5 separate regions of the Mus musculus genome follow, and all the other regions are linked to region 4. A link is a contact called in public HiCAR-type and promoter capture Hi-C data. All regions are on one chromosome and are shown on one strand. Each heading gives the region's core, a stretch centred on a gene start, on an enhancer-like site or on the middle of the called end of the contact. The rest is flanking DNA. Distances are from core to core; before and after follow the strand shown. Region 1 holds the start of Rbm10 (RNA binding motif protein 10). Region 2 holds the start of Slc9a7 (solute carrier family 9 (sodium/hydrogen exchanger), member 7). Region 3 holds the start of Jade3 (jade family PHD finger 3). Region 4 overlaps Gm14636 (predicted gene 14636). Region 5 holds the start of Rp2 (retinitis pigmentosa 2 homolog).

Region 1 (2,700 bases), core at 185-2,684, 1.5 Mb after region 4:
CCACTGAATTCATCACCATCTCCCCATCCAAGATTTTGACTTTCTTTCCAAATGAATAATTGGCCTCACGTACTTGTTTGGGAGTGCTCACCCTGTCTGTTAAGTTTCATCCTTGGAAAGTGCTATTTATAAAGATTAAAAAAATGTTTGGATATTGGCAATTTCCTATGGGTCCACTTATTCTATAGGACCCTATAATAATTTAAGATCTTCAATCAGATGTTAATGTTGAATATACTAGGCCTTTTCAAAAACACAAACCTCACAATATCCTCAGTAGAGTGGAAATGGCAATAATAAACACCTTCTAATTTGGAGTACTTCTGAAGTAAGTGGTAAGAGCTGCAGTGACCATTCTGACTCATATGAAGCAGGTGTGTTTTTCTTAGCTTTCCTAGTACTTTTCTCACTTTACAAAGAAACCGAGGCACCAAGAGATTAAATTACTTGTCCAAGGTCATACAAGTGAATAATTTTCAACCCAAGATGTCTGACTCCAGAATCTCTGCTCTCCATAAAGCACAGGAATTCAGTCCTGAATGCAAATAATCAGCTCCATGACCTACTCAAGCTGTGATCTTGGGCTAGCAACTTGTGTTTTAGTATCCTCATCTATGTCACTGTAACAGTTACAGTGCCTACTTCAGTAACAGTTATAGTGCCTACTTCAAAATCACGCTACTTTAGAATTGAGATGAGTAAATAGATACAAAGTGTCTAGCACAGCCTGGCATTATGCACGTGTTACCTTAGAGTTTAGTATTACCCTAATTATAAAGTTTCTAACATGCTTTGGGTGCTGCCCTCTTTCAGTGTGATTTCTGACTGCAAATAAGGCAACGAAAGAGAAAAACAAGCTAGGCAAAATTTCTGAATATTCGAAGATTTTGTCCACTGCTCAAATCTCGGGCCGGAGAATGTCCGCTTTGACACTGGTTTCCCTGGTCCAGATTGGCCCCTACAGCGTCCCGTTTTCCCCCCTCCCTCTCACCTTCGCGTAGACGTTTTCGTCCTCGGGTTCTGGGTCCTCCTGCCACTGCATGGTCGGTTCTCGTTGCCGCTTTTTCTCCACACCGGATGGGGCGATTACAGCCCTGGAGGACTCCCAGCGAACGCGAGCAGCCGGGAGCCCTCTCATCGCCCCCGCTGCTGACAGGCAGCGACCATACAAGCTTAACAGTCGGGCCGCCATGACAGCTTGTACTGCGGAGTCCTGGGGGGCGGGGGGGGGGAGGGAGACGGAAATACAATGTGCGCAGCTGCGGTTGATCCCAGCGCGATTTTTGTCGCTCCGCCCTTACCTTGCTAAATAGATCCCCGGCCTAAGTTTGTTTACGAGTTCGGCGAGGTGCGGACTCTATTTTGCCTCCCACGCCGTGTCGCTACCGAATCAACGTTATCATTTCTGTTAGTCTGGGAGAGAGTTGTTTTTGAGAGGTCTGTTCATTTTCTTCGTAAGAAGAAAGCGGTGACATCTAGATGGCCCTGTAGGGAAAGAGGTGGAGCTTCTAGTTGTCTTTCAACTTCAAAGGACAGCAAGCTTCTAAAGAGCGGGCCTCTTAGGGGTAGCCAATAGCTACTCTTTTTTCTGGACTCCTGGGCCGTTCTCACAGGGAATGGGGAGGTAGCATATGCTTGCCAATCAGAGAATGCCAGGGCCAGCCAATGGTGACCGGCAACCAATCGTCAAGGCCGGCCAGAGCGCGCTCCCTTAGTAGGTGGATGGTGGTCGGATCGCCGGCTCTCTTCTCGTCGCCATTTTGTGTTGGTGACTGTGGCCGGCTAGGAGGAGGTGGCACCGAGTTTCCTTGGGAGGGCAACGCGTCGGTCGCGTCTCCCCTCCCCCTTTCCTCCTTTTTGCTCCCAGTCTTGGACTTGGTAGTTGCATGCATTGGCTCCCATTTGAACTAACAGTTCTGAAGGAGGTGGTGGCGGGCGGAGGTGATGCCTGGGAGCCCTCCCTTGACAGCCCGGGCCGAGAAGGTGAGCGCCGTTGCGGGTCGTGGGATCGGAGGTAAAGGAGCTGGGCGCGTGGGAGGGGGAGAGGGCCGGTGTGCATAGAAGAGGCGCGGGGACGGACTGTACCCTCGGAGTTCGCACAGAGCTGAGGGATGCCTGCACAGCCTGCACCTGAAGAGGGGGTATGGTCCCCCACCCCAGCTTTTTTCTTATGAAAGCAAAAGCGCGTGCGCGATTGGGACGCGGGATGGGTGCACGCGGGTTGGGGGAAGGGAGAGACAGATGGGAGTGGGGTACTGTGACTTACTGTATTTGCCCACCGAACTTTTTATCTTTTGAAACGCGCGTGTTTGCGACTTTGCGGGGGGTGTTCTTAGAGGAGGGTTGTGCTGACTGCCCTTGTTACTTAACTATCCACGGGGAAATACTCTGGCTGCGGCCTCTATTCATTTATGTGGTGGGAATGAGGGTGACAAGCGCGGAGAAAGAAAGTGAATATGGTTTTTATCCTTGGGGTCTGTATCTGACCTCTGATCCTTATCAGGAAGCAGGCTTGTTACTGATCGACCCCAACTTAGTTAGTTTGGGGAGGGGGTGCAGAGAATATATATATCCGGCGTTTCTTCTTTTGGGAGTTGTATCTGTAACAGTGAGGTCTATATATTCAAAGGGAAATCCGTTTAATTGTGTCTCTTATAGGTATCCTGTGATCCTGGCCCTTGGCTATTTTGGGGGCTTGTC
Region 2 (2,700 bases), core at 32-2,531, 1.1 Mb after region 4:
GCTGTATACTACTAAATCACTAAATCCAGAAAGGATAGTGGGATCAGCCCATCCTTAACAAAAGAGGACTGACTCCAAGATTAAAACCATCACTTTTCTCTCCACGAACTCAGAAATGTATGTTATATTTTAGGGTTATAAGAGCTACCCTTGACTTGCAAAAGGCATAACTTCCCAATGAGACATAAGGGTACCTGTCTCTAGTTAGGCCTGACATTGTGGTGTCATCAGTCTGGGTCCTAAACCACGCTCATCTTTCTCTGTATTCCTCATTGCACTTTATTAACAAGAAATGAAAGAACACAAACATCAGAAGTGGGCACCAACCTGCGATGACCACCATGAGCAACCCAAGTCAAGATTTACATTCAGCCCTCTTTCTCACGCTCTGTGGCCTGTCCCCTGGGGTGGCACAGCTCCCTGGGAAATCCCCCAATACCTTTTGCAGATCTAAACTGGGGCGGGGAGTGGGGAATCAATGCTGATGGAGAGCAGCACAACCGAGATAAAATGAAGCAAAGGGATCAAGGAGCCACCTCTGTATCTTTCATCTTAGTTCCTAGTAAAGAAACGTCGAAACGGGAACACCCCCCCCCCCACACACACACACACACACACACACACAAAATGCTTTTTAACCGTTGCAGAAAGCCAGAAAAATGCAGACAGTTGACCTTGGAAACCCACAGCGTCTCAGCGGGAAACGCAAATGAAGAAACTCATTTGGAAGTGAAGCAGGAGCACTGCGCGGCACCGGGAGGAGTACGGCCAGCTGCCCTAGGGACCTGGGCCGTGGCAGTAGCAGGGGACTCACCATAAATCATGGCCAGCCCGGTCTCATGAAGGAAACGCACCCGGCGGTGCTTGAAAAGCCAGATGGTGAGGATGGTGAGGGTGAGCAGCAGGATGAAGGTGAGCAGGCTCACGCTGTCCTGCCGGTGGCTCTCCTCCGCCTCCTTCTCGGTGGCAAGCTCCTCCATGGCGCTGCTGTCCTCAGCCGCCGCCCCAGAGGAGGCCGCGGCCCCAGCCCGCAGCCCCCGACCCAGCAGCACAGGCAACAGTGGCAGCAGCAGCAGCCGCGGCGACAGCCCCCGAAAAGCTCTCCCGGGACCCGGGCGCGCCGCGTCACTAGGCTCCATGACTCCGGGTCGCCCGTGCCTCTTCCACGCGGGGACCAGCTCGCGCCGTCGGCAGCTTCCAGCGGTGCCGCGGACTTACCCCGGTGGCCACAGCCGCAGCTCCTCCTCCCGCTGCTCGCGCCTGGCCAGGGCTGCGCCAAGCTGCGGGGGAGGGGCACGCGCAGTGCGCAGGATCCCCAAGCGCCACCCCCCGCCCGCGCACCTGTTCATCCCCCGCCTAGAGGAGCAGCAAGGCCACCAGGCTGGCTGTCCGGGCGGGGCGAGCTCTATCCTCCCTCTGCCAGGAGGGCGGCTAGCCCTTCCACTGCGCCACCGAGCTGCTGGCCGTGTCCAAGCGTACCTGGTCAGACTGTCTGGGGTCGGCAAGCCAGTTCCTGAGTTGTAGCTACCACGTCACCTAAAAGAGATGGCAGAGGTCATTCGCTCCTGGCAAGGGACATCAACTTGGATCAATTCATTGCTAGGTCTCCAGACCTGTCCTTAGCGCCACGCTCAGAGTTTGAAGTCACAGGGGTCTGTGGCCTCTCTGAGCCCAGTAAAGTGGGGGTACCCAGGAGTTACAAAGTCATGTCACTGTCTATACACACGGACGCGCGCGCACACACACACACACACATACACACCACCTACTTCAATTTTTCTCACCTTTCGGGCTGTATCCAGAGTTTCAGAACTCCCCAGAGTCTTTTAGGCATTATTCAAATAAACTGTGTTCAAGTCAGCTTCAGGGTTGTAAGGGCAATTCGTGAGAGCCATGAAATAAATACCTCCAGCATCTAGATTGCAACTAATCCCCTTGGGGAAAGAGGGTTGAATTAGAGAGAACTAAAGACTCTTGCCATTTTGTGTAGAAGAGCTGCAGATGGTGTACCAAGGGTACCCTTTTAATGCTGTCTTCCTGTTAACTTTGAAAACAAGGGGGGGGGGGCTTTAGTTAAGCTTTTAGGATCAAGCCCAGCTCCGAATTAGGACAAGGTCTTCAGAAGACAAAAGCTTTTGGAAGAAATTCTAATAACTAGAATAGTTATTCTCTAGACTAACTAGAGCAACCACCTTGTTTCTCAAGTCAAGGAAGAAAAGAAAGCTTAATATGATCAGTCACCTCCTGATGTTGAGCATTCTATTTGCTGAATCTCTCTCTGAGATCCCTACCAACTGCCCATGCTTTTTTGGCCAGAGGAGTTTTTACAGTCAGGAGAATTCACTGAAGGACACAGGGAAACTCTTCAGAACATACCTACATCCTCTCTAGGTGAACATTTAGACAAAACTGCATAGTACCTTCTTCACACCATGGAATCTCTTCATCTTGATTTTAGCCAGGATCTTTTGCTACTCCTCCACAAATATATGAGACACTGCAAACAAGAACCACCTCACTGTGCATAGTTCATGCCTCAAACTGAGATAATGAAATATTTGGACCTATTTTAATTGACCATGCTATTTGAAAATGGTTTCTTCTAACAGCAGACAACCAGAAGACTAATTCTCACATAAAGTAGTTGACTTGGGAAGAGCATGAAAAGTCTCACCCACCTATTCATAAATATATACCGAA
Region 3 (2,700 bases), core at 133-2,632, 1.3 Mb after region 4:
ACATAAAATAAAGTAGAATCATATCTACAATATGAAAAACAGACAAAATACAAGAGCTCACATTTCTGTTTAAACCTAGAAATATAAGTGAAAATAACTATATTAATTCATCATAATTGTGAATGATGCATTTTCAATTCTAGCAAGGTAAATTAAAAAAAGTTGTTTTCAAGCATCTGTATTTCAAAGGTCCAGGAACCAGTAGTAAATTATGTACACTTGTTTTATATATTACTACTATACATCATGTCTCCCTTATTTATTTGACGCTATTGTCTTCCATAATTGTGACAATGGCTAAGCAAAACAAAAAGTTGCAGGGCAGATGACCAGGGAGCTGGAACGCAGGGGCATAGAATAGACCAAAGCAGGCATTCATGGTGAACTTTTTCTTGTTTGTTTGTGTTTCTCTGTATAACCCTGGCTGTAGTGGAACTCGCTCTGTACACCAGTTTTACATTCTCTATCCAACCCTCTCTGTCTGTCTCAGCCCTAGTTTAAAGTTTTTTTTCCAAATAATTCTGATAGGCCTACCTAAACTATCCAAGACGGCGACCCCTACTTTTAAGTCAACCGATCTTTAATTATAGTACCAAAATATCTCCCCAGGAACACCTGGACGAGGGTTTGAATAACTGGGAGCTGTAGGCTAAGTCGACATCAGAAAAAAAGAAAAAGAAATCAAGAAGTCCCACCCCATCATAAAGCATTTTTGCTCACAACTGGATTAATGTGTTGTCAATTGCCTCCTGGCTTTTATTATTTATCCATGCTTCAAGTCTAAACGTCAGAAATAATGGTCGTCTTAGAGTTTAGGGACGAATTGCACTCGTAGAACTTTACAATCGAGTCAGGAGGGTGGGAAAGCTCAGGCTGGACTTTGCCGGAGCAGGAGCCAGTGCACCTCGCTGGCCCAAGCGCCTAGCAGGGCTGGGACGCCTCAGGGCAGCAGCGCGCGCAGCAGGAGGGGAGGAGAACCCACCTGAAGCGCCGCGCCGCGCGTGCGGGAGCTTGAGGTGGGTGGAGCCTCGAAGCCGGTGGCGCTCGTGACGGCGCCCAGCCCGCCAGAAGATCGCGCGGCGAGCAGACGGCGGGGAGTCAGCCGGGTAGGGCGAGCGCAGCCGGCGGGGGTGGGGGGAGGTGGGGGGGGGTGGGGCGGGGAGTTGCAGTGATGAGGAAGGAAAGGGAAGAGGCGGAGCGTGGGAGCGCACAGTGTCAGGAATACAATAGTGCTCCGCGCCGCCTCGGCTGCCGCCGCCGCCCAGCAGCCTGTCCAGAGCTGAGGCCTGAAGGGCCAGGCGGCCAGGGCCGGGGGCGGGAGCAGAGCGCTAGGGGGCGGCCCCCTCGGCTCCTCGGAAGGCCCGGCCAGGAGGGCGGGGTGAGATTAGGGGGCAGGTGCGAGGGAGGGAAGAGAAGAAAGCAGGCGGCTAGGGGGCGGTTACCACCCTAGCCAGACTCGCCCGGCACGTTGAGGGGGCCCTCAGTGTGCGGCGAGGAAGGAGCGGAGCGAGACGCTGCGCCGGAGGTAGGCGCTCTCGAGGGTGGCCTCGGCACCAGCGAGGTTGTGGGCGTAGTGCGGGTTTAGTGGCGGGAGTGGCGGCCTCGAGGAGTGGGACGCGAGCGGCGTGGAGCTTGGGGTCCCGGCCTTGCCACCCTCGGGGTCGCTCCAGCTCCACGTAGCGGTTGCCCCGGGGTCCCCCCGAGAGCCCCGGAACACAGAGCGTGTGTGGGCTGAGGTAAAGTGCCCAGTCGCCCCGCTGCTGGTGGCGCGCTGTGCCCGGTGGCCCGGGCGGGGGGTTGGGGGGGGGCGCGCGGACACGGACACACGAGCTGGGCTACAGCCTCCCGGACACCTCCGGAGGCGTTGAGCGCCATAACTGTGGCGGCCGTTCCCTTCGGAGTCCCCTCCGGGTGCCCCTTTCCGTGCTTGTCCTGTGCTATCAGGGACTCTTGGGGCCAGACCTCGGGGCTAGAGGGCATGCTCTTTCTGCTGCCTGTGGCTGCCGGGTCCGAGCAGCGAGAGGGCGCACCCTGGCTGTTTGAGCCTTGCGGAGCGGGAAGATACTGAGGGTCCGGAGAGGGCAAGACGGGCAGTGTGGGGAGCAACCAGGCACTCTGAGAGCTGAAATGCCAACCTAGTGGGAGTGCGGGTGCCCTTCCGTCCTCGAACTTTCCTTTCTCCAGTCATTGTTAGGACGCAGTGAGTGTTCGAAGCCCGCAATCGCCCTGAGGTCTAGGGGTGGGAAAATCGCCAGGGATATGCCAATTAAGGGGAGATTTTTCTGCCACCGGGCATAGTTGTTAACTTTTCTCCAGCTCCTCTGAGGGAGCCACATCGATTTTATTTTATTTTATTTTTTTAATCCTCCCAGCCTTTTCCTCCTGCTTTTCGGAGCAGAGTTTTGGTGGAATTGGGCTTTAAATTACACAGGGCAAACAGCGTTCATTATTTGTAAGGAAGAAAGTGGGGTGGGAAGAAAGTGTGGGGGGGGGGGACTCTTTAGTGAGTGTCCTTAATGGTGGCATGTGAAGATACACTTAAGAGTTTATCTCTTTGCAGCCCTAGGACATACGTACCTTGTAGGGCTTTCACAAGAAACTTGTTTGACCACTCCACTGGCGTTGAGTCACAAGGAAAGATGTGCACAAGGGTCGACCAACCCCGCCTTGTGAGATGCACTTAACTGTAAGGCTGAGGAT
Region 4 (2,700 bases), core at 55-2,554:
GTAAGTATATATCACATGATTAGTTCTACTGACCAAAAAGAAACAGACAAAAATCAAGCAGCCACCTACTATCCTAATATGCTTGCTGGGCACAACCTTTATGCAATCATATTTCAGAGAAGTCAAACATTCACACTAATATAAAACTGCTATCTCGGTGTCTTTTGGAACACAGATAGTCACAGCTTTACTGTCTTTTTCTGGAATAGGAGCAGCTCAGATTCAAAACAAGAAAACTGAATTTCAGGTTTCAGAGAAAGAAAGACAGGCAGACACACGGGTAGCACACCATTAAGAGTTAGTTGCTCATTACCATCTTAAAAAAGTTATGAACTGTATGGAAATCAGCACCCTTTTGCTTTATCAAAACAAGAACAGAACTGTAATCAAACAGAACAATCTTAAAATCATGACATGAATACAAAACAAATTCTATGACCACCATAATCTGCCATTCACAATCAGATTTTTTTGGTACACTGCTTCTACTTTCATTTTGTAAAGATCTAGATAAAATCTGACACAATGGGGAAGCAAAGGAACCGACTAATTCTGAAAGTATTTCTTCACATTTCGACTCGCTACTCAGACTGAATGCAAATCTCTATCCATGGAAAGTTAGTGTAGCAACTCAAGCAAACAGCCCATTTGGATTTCATGCTTTGCCCCACTGAAAAGGAAACCATGTTCAAAAAGTAAGATCTAGTTCTATTACATATGTTTGGCTAAACTAGTAACTCACATCTCATTTTGTTAATTACCTGGTAACGTCTCAGCTTTTATGTTATATGGTGGGGCTGCCTGCTTTTAAAATCCTATATATATATATATATTTTGCAATTCTCCCACACACCATATGATATCTATTAGGGACAATGCCACTTTTCACTTACCGATTCTGGATAACGCAGTGTTTCCTGGTGACAGAAAGCTGAAGCTTCCATTTGCTGAAACTCCCTCTTCTCAGCTTGGTAAATCTGATTATAAAACGGCTTTGTTCTGATCGCACAAGGCACTTTTTTCCCACAAAAGTTTGCTAACGAGTTATCTGCATTTCATTCCTGTGACAAAATGAATCAGACAAAAGGGAAAAAGGGGACAGGGAATAAGTCCACACAAGTTCTTGGCACACATTTTCAGCTACATTTTTCTCAGTTTAATCAGTAAGCTGCATTAAAGTAACAGTTACCAGTTCAGGAAGCCAGAGTTTGATCAAATCAGCTACAAACAATCTTGCACTGCTGTGTAGACCCCCACGACTGCAGCCACTTGGTCATCTATCACACAGAGGAATCATTGGACAGTCCCCACCCCCATCTTGCTCCTGATGAGCAGTAGCCAGCGGGAGAGTGGAGAGTGGACAGTCGCCTAACACGGGACTTTTTTTTATAGGGAACTGACAATTAGCTGCTGACCAATCACAACCAACACCTAGTACCTAAGTCACATGACAGGGCAGTCCCTATGCCTGTAGAATTTCTGAATTACTGGGGTTATACAAAGGACACTCATTCAGGAAAAGGGGGGTGGTGGTCATAAGCCGAAACAGAAAATACCCCGGCTGCGACAACTCAAGCTTTAAAACAAGTAACACCCTAGCCTCACCCAGACAAAGAAGGAGCTGAAACCCAGCCAAGATGGGAATCAGAAGAATGTCTGGCATGTATTAAAAAATAATGCCAAAGCAGAGGCTGAGTTTAGAAACTCAGTTCAACTATAAATGAACTGCTCATCCCGCTTCTGACGGTCTCCCCGGCAATTGCCCATCCTAAGCTCCGTTCTGTACAGCTCCACAGAGGCTTGCCGATGGGAGAGGTGTATAAGCTTCTCTTCCCTCCCAGCAAAGGGCCCCAAGAGACAATTCCTAAGTCAAACACATTTCTTTTAAAGACAACTATACAAATTAAGCAAATTTAACCATCCTTGGGACAAATCTTTATGCTAACTACAAATCATGTCCCCATCTATTTTCATTTGTTCATATAAAGAACACTTTTGCTACGTAAACAAGCCCACTTCATGAAGTAGCTGCCAATTTATTTTAACACCCCCAATTTTTCTTTTTTTGGTTGTAAGCCTAGTCTTAATGGCTGAGCCATCTCTCCAGCCCTCAATTTTTCTTAAATAACACTTATGCCTCAGAAAACACACACACACACACACACACACACACACACACACACACACACACACACACAAACACCCTTATCATTTCTTAATTCTCTGAAAATGGTACTTACAAATGTTCCTTGTTTGGATCTATTTATTCTCCCCCTTTACCGACATCTAAAGTCAAAACACAGGCTCAATCTCTTCTTTCCAAACCAGACACCCAATTTTTCTCAGGCAAAGCTGTGATAACTCTTTCTCCAAGGCAAGCCCAGAGCACTGTGCTTCTTGCCATTCCCAATTTATGGAAGGAAGCATATGTCAAACAAACCAGGTGATGACTCACACTACCTCCCCTGGCCAAATTTTCCCCAGAATGGGAGGGTAGTGTAAGTACAGCCCATTTGGATGTGACTCAGTTTTATTAGACTGGTGGTTGTAGTTGATTTGACAAGCTCCTTTTTTTTTTTTTTGTTTCTTTTCTAGCTCATGCATTTAAGGATCAGAATGCATGTTCTAATAGGTTTCAAAGCATTCAGTCAGGTAAACAAGAAAGCTCCAAGATTATATTTTAAGCCTCAGTAGTGTTTC
Region 5 (2,700 bases), core at 201-2,700, 1.2 Mb after region 4:
ACATGATCCATGAGGGACAGAGGATCTGAATTTTTCTAGTTCTTGCTCAATTCCATTCATTGTGACCACAGATTCATCCCTGGATTTCAGCTTCTTATTCTGCACTCTGCAGTGATCAAACTTTTGCTATTCTATGAATATAAATTAGCAGCAGGGCTCTAATACAAAACTATCCTCACATAGAACTTTGATCTGACTGAAGAAAAAGGCAGTAATGCACAGCTTTTATTGTCCAAGACCTGGAGCTTAACTTTCAGGTCATTTATAATTCTTAAGCACTGTACCCTTCTTCCTGGTTGTACAAAAAGGGCAGGAAGTGAAAGGAGGAACAATCTTAATGCCCAAATTGAGTCAGAGGCTCTTTTAGAATCTACATTAAATGTGATAGGTATGGTCAAGTAAAAAGATAAACAAATTTGAAAGTGCTAGTCTGCATTTGATGTCTTATCATGATGTTTTAATACTGTATCTCAGAGAAATCAACTTATTATGAAAGCAATACATGGGCATTGTACTCAAAGTCCACCCAAATACAACAAATGTTAATGATTGTGTATATTTTTATGTTTTCACGCGAACTTTGTACCATTTGCTTTGAACAGATCAGGTTGTTTATATGATAGGGTTTATATCCTCTATTAGACTTTGCACTGCTTGAGTTCCTAAAGCTCCTTTGTGGTGAGTCAACATGCCTCTCTTACCCTCTATAGTTGGACTACTGTCTTTTGGAAGAGATTGGAAAAAGGTTATATGTGCTTCTGTCATTGGATGCATAAGCTGAGAGATTCAAAGGTACATGCCTTTTTGTAATATCCTTTTGCTCCCAGATTCACTGTTCTAGTAAGGAGACAATACTAGGTTTTTATCCTAAATACTTGTCCAATTTTGGAGAGATAAGTGGAAGCTTTTAGACATCCCTCAAAGGATTGGAGAGATGGCTCAGTGTTTAAGATCATTTGCTCCTCTTGCAGAGGATCCAGGTTCGCTCCCTAGCACTTGCTTGATGGCTTACAACTATTAGTAACCAGGAGATTTGAGCCCTCTCCTGACCTCTACAGACACCAGACATGAACAGTTCGACCAGAAGCTTGTGGGTTCCCTAGAAAGGTACTGAAAGGGAGGAGTGAAGGACACAAATTTGTTTTACAAAATCAGCAAGATTTTTTTCCCTAGCAATTTTTGTCATAAAACAAGTCCACTACTCTGTATGGCATCCCCTCCAGAGCTTAAATTTTGGAAACTTTCGAAATTTGAGCACCGGGTCAGGAAAAGGTACTCAGCCCAATCAAACAGCAGCCAGCTAGCCCAGCCTAGTTCACTAGAGGGGAGAAGCTGGGGGTGGAGTAGGACCGACCTGGGGACGGGGCCCTCGGTGAGAGCACCTGAGCTGGCCAGCCCCCCGCTGACGTAGGATTGGTGAATGAATACTTTGGCCTGAGCTCATAGGAGCAGAGCAGCTTGCGAGGCATTGATTGGCTCAGAGGCTGCTGCCCGCTTATTGGTTGCCATAGGTCGTCACGGAGACCTAGGGGGTTGGGCGGAGAAGGGTGTTGGGCCTGGCGGGAGTGCTGAGGGTTCCTGGCGGCGGGGCTGCTCCCCTGGGCGGTGTCCGGGGAGCTGTTGGCCGAGTCACCCTGGCTTCCCGCCACCCTCTGAAAGGTGTCTGAGCGAGTGGGGTCCACTACCAAGACCCTTAGGCCGCACCATGGGCTGCTGCTTCACTAAGAGGAGGAAGAGTGAAAAGGCTGAGGGAGAGGAGGAGCAGCCCAAGCTGTACAGCTGGGACCAGCGGGAGAAGGTGATGTTTTGGGGATCCCTTGCTTTGGGCCCTCCTCGGCTGCCCTTTGCAGCAGATGAAAGCGGGCAGTTTGGCGGGTGGCCCACAACTGGCTTTCACTGGCGCGCACAGGCAGCTGAAGTCGCACGACTTTGGGGGCGGGATGTGAAGGGCCCAAAGGAGGCATAGAGTTAGTGGTCAGCCTAACTAGACTCCCAGGGCCTCTCTGTAGGCTCTGCACCCCGACTCCGGATTCTAGAAAGGACTCCAGGGAGGGAAAGAGCCAGGAAGGTGCTGAATCTCCAATCAGCTCATTTCACCAGCGTTGGCCAAAGGGGTTTGGTCCAGTGGTCGAATTACACACGCAAGACTGGTTCTCATCTTTTCTGCGGTTTGTATTCCCAAGCTGTTACTCTTTTGTCTGCTCTCCTCTGAAAATCGCTTTTGGTGCCTCTTGGTGTTACTCAGTTATTAAATGGACTGTTTCATGTCTACCTTTATTCTCGTCTTCCATTTATCAGAAAAGAATAATGAAAATTGAGGCAGTCTTGGAGTGTATTGTGTAAGGTGAAAGTACCCAACACAAACCAGGAAGTAGTTTATTATTGCAGCTTTATATGAACGAAAATGCCATATATATATATATGTACACACACACATACACACACACATATATACATATGTGTGTGTGTATATATATATATATATATATATATATATATATATATATATATATATATATATATATATATATATATATATATATATATATATCTCAAAAGGTTTGAAAAAGTCTCCTAATCTTGCACAAAACACACTTACTTAGGCATACATTTCACAATGGTTCCTCTTTCTACAAAGTTCTTCTTTTCTTCTTAGTGTAGTTGCTTTGTAAAACACTTAATAGACATCAATTATTATAG

What was found. Promoter capture Hi-C pulls out the DNA fragments that hold promoters and counts their contacts. HiCAR-type assays count read pairs that join an accessible place to other places.
Region 1: a promoter capture Hi-C map of liver shows a contact between it and region 4, with 4 times the contacts expected there. The contact joins the promoter of Rbm10 here to the enhancer-like site in region 4. A contact is called at or near these places in 8 of 39 promoter capture datasets (the 3T3-L1 cell line, HPC-7-derived erythroid cells, cranial neural crest and 4 more), 1 of 115 datasets of contacts at active chromatin or transcription factors (astrocytes) and 1 of 9 other capture datasets (liver).
Region 2: a contact with region 4 is called in a HiCAR-type map of astrocytes, with 5 times the contacts expected there. The contact joins the promoter of Slc9a7 here to the enhancer-like site in region 4. A contact is called at or near these places in 2 of 39 promoter capture datasets (hippocampal neurons and pre-B cells), 2 of 484 Hi-C or Micro-C datasets (LSK cells and muscle stem cells) and 1 of 115 datasets of contacts at active chromatin or transcription factors (astrocytes).
Region 3: a contact with region 4 is called in a promoter capture Hi-C map of liver, with 2.5 times the contacts expected there. The contact joins the promoter of Jade3 here to the enhancer-like site in region 4. A contact is called at or near these places in 5 of 39 promoter capture datasets (the 3T3-L1 cell line, 3T3-L1-derived adipocytes, liver and 1 more), 1 of 115 datasets of contacts at active chromatin or transcription factors (astrocytes) and 1 of 9 other capture datasets (liver).
Region 5: a promoter capture Hi-C map of liver shows a contact between it and region 4, with 2.5 times the contacts expected there. The contact joins the promoter of Rp2 here to the enhancer-like site in region 4. A contact is called at or near these places in 5 of 39 promoter capture datasets (the 3T3-L1 cell line, cranial neural crest, liver and 1 more) and 1 of 115 datasets of contacts at active chromatin or transcription factors (astrocytes).

What each region holds. Positions count from the first base shown.
Region 1 is chrX:20,616,069-20,618,768 of GRCm38.p6, forward strand. Rbm10 (RNA binding motif protein 10) reads left to right here and starts at 1,435. Exons shown (of 24, transcript NM_145627.3): 1 at 1,435-1,983. It overlaps Ndufb11 (NADH:ubiquinone oxidoreductase subunit B11), which reads right to left and starts at 1,551. Exons shown (of 3, transcript NM_019435.5): 1 at 992-1,551. The coding sequence starts at 1,192.
Region 2 is chrX:20,290,546-20,293,245 of GRCm38.p6, forward strand. It overlaps Slc9a7 (solute carrier family 9 (sodium/hydrogen exchanger), member 7), which reads right to left and starts at 1,282. Exons shown (of 17, transcript NM_177353.4): 1 at 815-1,282. The coding sequence starts at 1,139.
Region 3 is chrX:20,424,306-20,427,005 of GRCm38.p6, forward strand. It overlaps Jade3 (jade family PHD finger 3), which reads left to right and starts at 1,383. Exons shown (of 13, transcript NM_199317.2): 1 at 1,383-1,525.
Region 4 is chrX:19,165,882-19,168,581 of GRCm38.p6, forward strand. It overlaps Gm14636 (predicted gene 14636), which reads right to left. Exons shown (of 5, transcript NR_168020.1): 4 at 894-1,061. Among named protein-coding and RNA genes, the nearest start is that of Mir222, 20 kb to the left of the region's middle. Within about 2 kb of position 1,305, at least 161 of the 459 cell types and tissues checked have an H3K27ac peak or open chromatin away from gene starts, as enhancers often do. A contact at or near this core is called in astrocytes, liver, muscle stem cells and 1 more, where this site is marked.
Region 5 is chrX:20,363,031-20,365,730 of GRCm38.p6, forward strand. Rp2 (retinitis pigmentosa 2 homolog) reads left to right here and starts at 1,451. Exons shown (of 5, transcript NM_133669.5): 1 at 1,451-1,798. The coding sequence starts at 1,706.